Linked DNA regions of Mus musculus: region 1 is linked to region 2. The links are chromatin contacts, called in public HiChIP or PLAC-seq maps. All regions are on one chromosome and are shown on one strand. The core of a region is the stretch at or near the end of the contact, and the rest is flanking DNA. Distances in the headings are between cores, read along the strand shown.

The links. HiChIP or PLAC-seq counts read pairs in DNA pulled down with a chosen protein or histone mark.
Region 1: an H3K27ac HiChIP or PLAC-seq map of extraembryonic endoderm stem cells shows a contact between it and region 2. The contact joins the enhancer-like site here to the promoter of Usp29 in region 2. A contact is called at or near these places in 1 of 39 promoter capture datasets (the 3T3-L1 cell line), 1 of 484 Hi-C or Micro-C datasets (nephron progenitors), 14 of 115 datasets of contacts at active chromatin or transcription factors (a beta-TC-6 cell line, embryonic forebrain, embryonic hindbrain and 9 more) and 3 of 9 other capture datasets (adipose tissue, embryonic stem cells and pancreatic islet).

Annotation. Positions count from the first base shown.
Region 1 is chr7:6,883,948-6,888,228 of GRCm38.p6, forward strand. All of the region lies in intron 2 of Usp29 (ubiquitin specific peptidase 29), which reads left to right. Among named protein-coding and RNA genes, the nearest start is that of Mir3099, 83 kb to the left of the region's middle. Within about 2 kb of position 1,669, at least 13 of the 459 cell types and tissues checked have an H3K27ac peak or open chromatin away from gene starts, as enhancers often do. A contact at or near this core is called in extraembryonic endoderm stem cells, where this site is marked.
Region 2 is chr7:6,728,487-6,732,372 of GRCm38.p6, forward strand. Usp29 (ubiquitin specific peptidase 29) reads left to right here and starts at 2,097. Exons shown (of 8, transcript NM_001360502.1): 1 at 2,097-2,816. It overlaps Peg3 (paternally expressed 3), which reads right to left and starts at 1,933. Exons shown (of 9, transcript NM_008817.2): 1 at 1,772-1,933.

The DNA of each region.
Region 1 (4,281 bases), core at 419-2,918, 160 kb after region 2:
AAGTTCAGATCCCCAGAACCCATGAAAACAGCAGATGGTCATGGCTGCCTCCCTGAAATTCTAGCCTCAGACAGTTTCAAGGGATCCTCGGAGGGAACTGACAGGAGAACTAGCCCTATTAACAAGCTCTGTGTTTGATTGAGAGACCCAGCCTCCAAAAATAAGGTGGGAAAGCAGCTATGGATGATTCTCAACAAACATCAACCTAAAACTTCCATATACTTGCACACATGTGGAGCCACACATACTCAAACATACGTGTGCACACATGAATACATACTACACATGTTTTTTAAAAAATGCTACTCTTTACCATGATCCAAAACAATGGATGTTGCCTGGCTTTTCTCTGAAAGATGTAAGGGAGAGCTAAGCAATAGGACTTGTCTTGAAGCTAATTGCTTCAAATTCATAACACACACGTGTGCTGTGTGTGTATGTGTGTGTGTATACACCCACATGCTTGCATTTCTTTCCCATCTACTATGTAGCAGAAGGGATAAGCTTAGCAATAAGTATGCAAAAGTAATGGTCTTGGGATGTTCTCAGAATCAGTTAGCACTGATAAGGGTATTTTAGTTCTATTCCATTATTGTGGTGGCTTAGAAAGACTTAAGGGCTGGGACAAGCTCAGCATTCAAAGTGAAACTAGGTTGTGGTGGAAATGATAGAATTTCAGGTAAAGGGAGGAAGAAAGGATTATTGGGGAGAATATGGTACTCTGTGTGCTTCATCTTCATCTTCTCAGAGTAAGGATTTGGTCTATGGGAGGACCTGGCCCCAGCAGCAAAGAATCCTGTGAACACAGGCCTCAAGGACCACAGGAATTCAGGCTGTGTCCTGGACTACCCCAGCTCAGATGCCACATTCTGCTGTGTGTGTGTGTGTGTGTGTGTGTGTGTGTTGAAATGTGAAAAAATAATAAAGAATTAAATTTTTAAAAATGGAAACTAATGCAAAATAAAAACTGTAAGATTATGTGTTTTCTACACTACAGTTACCTTTCTTGATCTAGGATGGTTTCTATGTCCTTTTTATTACATTTATTTTGATTTGATTTGATTTTTTTGTGTGTGAGCATTCACATGCCATAGTACACGTGTGAACAGAGGACAGCTTACAGGAGTCAGTTCTATCCTTCCACCATGTAAGTTCCTAGGATCAAACTCAGGCAGCAAGCACTTTTGTCTCCTGAGTCAGTTACCAGCACGCAGTGTGTTTCATTAAGGGCTGCTTACAGGAGCCAGGTGAGGGGTTCATTCCAGGAGCATAGTCAACTTGCCAGAAGCTACACAACTAACTTAGGGTGATTTTAATCACTCAGGAACATTTGACAATGCCTGAAGACATTTTGGGTTATCACAAAGGAAGAGGTGATATGTTCCAGGTACTCCTAGTGAGCAGAGGCCAGAAATATCACTCTGAGATGTAGTGCCCAGGACAACCAGTTGCCTTTATGACAAAGAATTATGAAGGCCCAAATGCCAGCCATGTTGAGATTGAGCAAAGCCGTGCTGTACAATAGGAATTTCTCCCACAAGCATATCAGAAAGGAAGTTTGGCATCATGGTGTGGAAATGTGAAACGTGCTCACACTAGAGCCAGCTGTGTACTGAGCTCCTCACAAACACATAGGACAGGAATGCATTGTGTCAGACAAGGGAGAGAAAAGGCAGCCAGCCCCAGGAAATTAAAGAAAAGCTGGCTATCGGCTGCATCTAGGGACACGGCGTGCCGAGCAGACAGCTGCGGTTTCAATACTCTGCTGGCCATGGGGAGCTGGTTCCAAGAAGCTGCTGACCCCCTGAGTCCTGTGGAAATTCAGTTACTTCCTGGACCTCAGGTGAACCTTTAGCTCACCTCCCATAGGATTCCACCCACAGTGAGTCCTGGGAGCCCGGCCTGGATTTTGCAATTGGATCCTGTCTTGACATTAATATTGTGTTCTTGGATACTCTAGATTGTGTGTCAAAAAGTTTCTCCCACTGGTACCTTTATTTCAAACCTTGACCAATGCAAGCTGGGAGGGTGGCTCTGTTGGTAAAACACTTGTTTTGTGAGCACCAGGACTTGAACTCAGTCTTCAGAGCCCATGTTAAAAAACCAGCTTTGACAGCACATGCTTCTAATCCCAGCACTGGGAAGAGAGAGACAGGAGGGTTCCAGCGGCTCACTGTCCAGCCAATGGAGCCTAGTTAATGATCTGTAGGTCTACAGGAGATCTTGTCTCAAAGATAGTGAACAGCATTCCTGAGGATAACACACAAGGCTTTCCTTTACTCCCTTCTCCCCAACACACACACACACACACACACACACACACACACACACACACGACAAATGAATTTTGGGAGGTGTGTTGTTAAGGAACAACTGTCCAGTGATACTTATTAAAATACAAGAGAGACTCCATTTTGAACCATCTCAGTGGTACAGACAATGGGACTGTACAGTCAAGAGACATATTGAGCTCAATGCAACATAGACGTGTGAGAGATTTAGAGCCAAGGATCAGAGTGTGGTGCAATCAGTGGACAGAAAACTGATAAGAGAAATCACCAGGTACAGGGAACAGCCCCCACTGTCACTTGGGGATGGCAGAAGGGTACCTGATGAGAGACTGATCATATCTCAAGACTACCAAGCCTTTAAATTATAGCCCTCTGTTGTGACCAGCTACCTCTGGCTATGCTTTAATACCCTTGGGCTGCCTGCACTTTCATCTCTTAAGAAACAGACCCAACAGGTTCTTACTGAAACCCAGTTGGGGACTAGGGGTAAGGGGGATGAGTCTAAGTTGGTAGCATTCCTGTCTAACATGAAGAAAGTCCCAGGTTCCATCCTCAAAGCTGCATAAGCCAAGTGTGGTGGTGCATAACTATAATCCCAGTACCTGGGAAGTGAAGGAGAGGGTATGGAAATTTAAATTCATACTCAACTGCATAGCTAGTTTGAGGCCTACCTGACATATACAAGATATTATATTTTTTAAAAAATTGTGAAGAGGCTGAGTAGATTGCTCGGTGATTAAAGCATTTGCTACAGAAGTTTGAAGACCTGAATTTGGAACTCCCCAAACTCATGCAAAGTGTCTGGTGAATGTGGGCCACTGCCTGTGATTCTAGCCTTAGTTGGTGGAGGATGGACATCCAACACAAACTGGCTAGCAAAACAGGTCACACAGGTGAGATCTGAGTTTGCTTGAGAGACCATGCCTCAGTGAATAAGGTAAAAAACAGAGTGACCACATGATTTCCAACATAACCCCCATGTCTCCACATGCACATACATGCTCCCTCATGCATGCAACACACATGGGAAAGGAAAAAGAAAGCAACTGAATTTTATAAGGAAGTATACACATTGGTACAGGACAAGGTTCAGGACCCTGACCAGAGTTTGGCTAACTGAAGACTATTTCTCAATATGGAAGGGCAGCATTGGAAGTAGAAGATGTCTTCATTGTCCACCAGCTCCCAAAGTTCATGTCGCTGCACTATTCCTTTCCCCTGAGTATGGAGGTTGGGGCTTCTAACCTGTGGAGTGCAACAAAGGAGATAGGAGGTCATTTATAAATATGTGGCAATAATAAGGCCCTGCCAAGCCAGCAATGCATTCTAGATTCTCTTTGCTGACTTGATGAAGGAGTTGTACTGGGAAAGCTTGACTGGCCAGGAAATGCAGGTGGTCTTCAAAACGTAAGGCAAATTTCCAACAGGAGTCGAGGAAGGGACCTCCACTTCCCACAGCTGCAAGGAAATAGAATCTGCCAGCAACCCCAGGCAGCCTGGCCAGAGATCCTTCCCTAGTTGAGAACCCAGACATACTGGCCCCTAGATTCTAGTCTTGTGAGACCTGGAGCAAAGAACTCGGCTAAGTCATACCCTCACTTTTGGCCCACTGGAAAGCTATTATTTGAAGCCACTAAGTTGGGGGGGGGGAGAAATTATTTGATAGCTAGTAATTAAAAATGAATTAATTGAATCTTGAAGAGACAGTTCAGAGGACCTGAGTTCTGTCCCCAGTACCCATGTCTAGTGGCTCATTTATGCATGCAATTCTAGCTCCAGGTGACTGGACACCCTCTTTCTGGACTCTGAAGGGGCACCTGCACTCACACATGCACACACACAAACACCATACTATATATGCATACATACTATACTATACCACACACACACACACACACAGACCATACCACATGTGTTCACATGCTACATCTCACTACACTATACTACATATACCACACCAAACACACACACCATATCACATATATGCACA
Region 2 (3,886 bases), core at 847-3,346:
TCAAGACCAGAGAGCCCCTCCTCCTGACCCGCCTCTTGCCGCAAACACATCCAGCTGTCACTCAAGATGACACCCGCTGAGAACTTCACAGGCCCATAAAGCTGTGTGGCCACGTCAATCAAGGCCTGAGCCCCACCCTCAGGCCCACCCCCTGAAGCCGGATGGGCTGTCATTCAAGATTGTGCCTCACTATATCAGCAGCCACTCTTCATAGCCCCGCCCTGCCACTCCCTTCTTCACCATCAGCCAGCAAAGATGGCGTCAGGGTAGGTGGGGCTTTGTGGTGACTCAGGATTATAAAGCCCCTCCTTATAGCCCGCCTCTATGCAGCATGCCCGTCCAGCTGTCATTCAAGATACCTGCAGAGCATCGAAGCCCCGCCCTTGGCCAGGAAAGATGGCGCCAGGATGGGCGGAGCTATGAGGCCTTGTCATTCAGAATAATAACCCCTCCCTAAAGCCCACCTCCTGCAGCCATCTGGGCTGTCACTCATGATGGCACCTATTACAGTTTCTGTCTGTGGCGCGGGTATAACCAGCAAAGGTGAACAAGGTCCTGTTGTCTGTCAGTCACTCAGGACGATAGCCTCTCCCTCCAGACAACCGGGCGACACTTTTTAACTCTTCATAAACCCCACAGTGCTCCTCATAAATGGAGCCAGATACAGTCCAGGGTCAAAAGACCCGTCACTTGATGTCAATTTGAGGCTCTGCAACCAAAATCTAGCCACAGAAAAATGGATTGTTTGAGCCTGCCGTTCCATCCTTTAAATGGAAGGCCGCGAGATGGCAGCATTCGTGCGGCAAACTAAGACTGAGTGAGGGTCTAGGCCACTCGGCCAGTCAGATAAGCCGACAACTGGGGTGCATCTTTACTGCCAACTAGCAAAGGAAGAGCCAGAGGAGCTAGCACCCCATAGACTCAAGCCACTTCGGCCTTTTAGTCTCTTTATCTGATGCTAAAGCGGCGCCTGCGCGGCAAATCCGCGGTCATTTCAAGATGGCGCCAAGCGGGCTGGGCCTGCTGAGTCCGCCATGGCCCCGCCCCCACCATAGGCAGCCAATCAGGATAAGCCTGTGCAGCAAACCTGTCTCCACCCTCCAAGATGGCGCCAACTGGGTGGAGCCGAAAAGTATCTCACAGCTTCTGCTTTAGTCCCGCCCCTAAGCTGCCCTCAGCCCCGCCCACCGCCACTGCGGCAAAACAAGACCCGCCCCCAAGAACAGTGCCGCGCTTAGCGGTAGATGGCTAGATTGCGAAGACCCTGCCAGCCAGACGACCTGGCGATCGGGTTAACCGCATAGCCCTTAGACTTTGCTGAGCAAAGAAAATGAAACCACAGAAGAGGTTGCTCAGAGACGGCACTCTGATGTCCACTGTGGTGGTCTTGTAACAGGACTTCTGCATCATCTGCGTGGCTGGCCACGCAGATGAGACAGGGAGCCTGGATTCTCCCGGGATTCTGGGTGGTTCACACCTAAAGCCCTAAGACCCTAAGATCGCGGGACCCTGAGGCTCCGAGGCCTGGACCTATAGAATACCTCTTTAAATCCCTGTCACCTAAATGGCATCCCTGCGGCAACACGGCCGCTCCGTGGTGATTCCCCCTTCCCGAAGGCGCAGTCTGCAGCCTTGTCAGTTACCCTTGGGAGCCGTGATATGGTCTGCCGCCCCTGGCCCGCGGCAACGCACCCCAAACACCATCTGAACTCTGCAGACGGTATCTAAGAGGGTGCATGCTGCAGAGCAGCCAGGTGGCCGGCTGACTCACCTCCCGGAGCACAGCACTCTACGCACACACCCCGACCAGGGTCGGCAGTCTAGTGCACCCACACTGAACCGGGCGCCCGGCGGCGCCACCAGCCCAGGGTGGACATCTCTCCGCTTCTCCTCCGATGCTCGTCCTCCCGCGACTCCTGACTCCCCAGCGTCTGCAGCAAGGGCTGCGGGACACCTCCTTGTCAGGGTCCTCTGCAGAGGCGGAGCTTCCTCTCTAACCAATCCAAGACCCCATTCCCCGCTTTGGGCCCTCACCACGCCTCCCACACCCTGCCAATCAGACTGCTGTTGTCAAGGCAACAGCTTGGCGCCAAGGCACGGAGTTGACGTCAACGGAGTCAGTGTTAGGGGCCCCCAAGCAGAGTCTGGAAAAGGGGGATGGGATGTGGGTGTGAAGGGATGCAGCCCCCCCAAAAGAAATCGGGGTGAATCAGAAATACCTACTAATGATGCCCCAATGCAAAACCTGAGAAGAGAGAGAGGGAAAAACGACAAGCATATATTTGTCTAAAATCGGGAAAAAAGAAAAACCATGAAAAATCGAGACAGAAACACATACGTTGAGGTCTAACCACGAACGATAAAGGTGGAAGAAAGGACTTTTCTGCCTGCAACACCCAAGCACTAAGCTAATTTCCTTAATAAACGAAGAGCTATTGGAAACCAACAAGGGAAGGACAAAAGCAAAGCAAAAAAGGGGGCAAAAGAGACCGCAAGTCACAGGACAATGCAAATGGCTGGAAGAATCTTGACCTGACTGTCTGCATAGCGAAACGCCAACCTGAGATACCGGGTGAAGGCGGTTTATGGCAGCGCGCTGAATCGCATGTGGTCAACCATCATTGCGTGAATCCACTGCATAGAATAGCAAGAAATTGCGAGGAGAGCAAGCAGGTAGATTACCAAGCCTGCCTCTGATAGAAGACATTCCTATGTCACCAGGAAAAATAACGGAGGTATCGCTGCCATAAAGGACCTGGATCGGAATAGATCCCAATGAAATAAAACCCGTTGCCGAAGTTTGTAGAAACGAAATGGTAAGTGGTTTTTTTTTTCTTTCTCTCTTTCTTTCTCTCTCATTTATTTCTTTGTTAAAAAATATACAAATGTGGGCAAAGCTTCTGGAACAATTTGCAAAAAAAAAATTTTTAACTGGTTACCTCTAGGAAAAGGAATGGGGGAGGGGAGAACAGACTACAGAAAGATGATTTTGGCTTTATTCTCTGTGCCCATGAATTTCCTTGGCAGATAAATGGTATTTCTTCCCTGGCAGTAAAATCGATGAATTATTAAAAGTTTGTTAATGTACTATTGATGGAACCATTTCACTGCCAAGAAATTTAAGGGAATAAGCACAGGTGTGTGAAAGACTAATTACAGGGGTATTTACGGAGCATCTTTTCTTATGACTAAGAATGTACTCTGCAGAACAGATTTGAATTCCAGTAAATCCACAAATTGTATTTTTGTGTGTCTGCTAAAACTCCGGGTTGTATTTTTTATTAGACACGTAAAATGCACTGTTTTAATTTTAAAGGAAAAAATGCAAGACCGTGGTCCATGGGTTAAAAGCGATTTTACCTAAGAGCATAGCTAATCTGATACCTCGGATTCAGTTTTATATTTATACTGAAAGACTTAGCCGTGCTTGCTTGCTTGCTTGCTTGCTTGCTAGATGATAGTGAAGTGGTGGGTTTATGGATAGGGTATGCAGTTTTAATTCCCCAGTCCTGAGATGGGGTTTCTCACCTCACACAGATTCATAAGCATAAAACATGAATGAACAAGGCATACCGCGCAAGTGAATGTAACACTATGCTTAGGTCTTTGACTATTCATTCTGCTCCCCGGGAGAGCTGTTTAAACAATGCCTATGCTTAGGACCCCCACAGTGATTGATTTTGGAGGCACCCCCCCCCCAAAATCTTGTTAAAGTCTTTGGGGGGTGTTAATTTAACATACTCAAAAGGACTGGACCCTCTCTATTTGCAAAACCAGTTTATCTCTAGGTCCTGGCTCATCAGCTCTCTGGGAAGTCAGTAGGCTGTAAGAGCTCCCGCAGAGATAAGATCTCCCCTTTGCCTCAGTATTTTCCATGCTTACTATC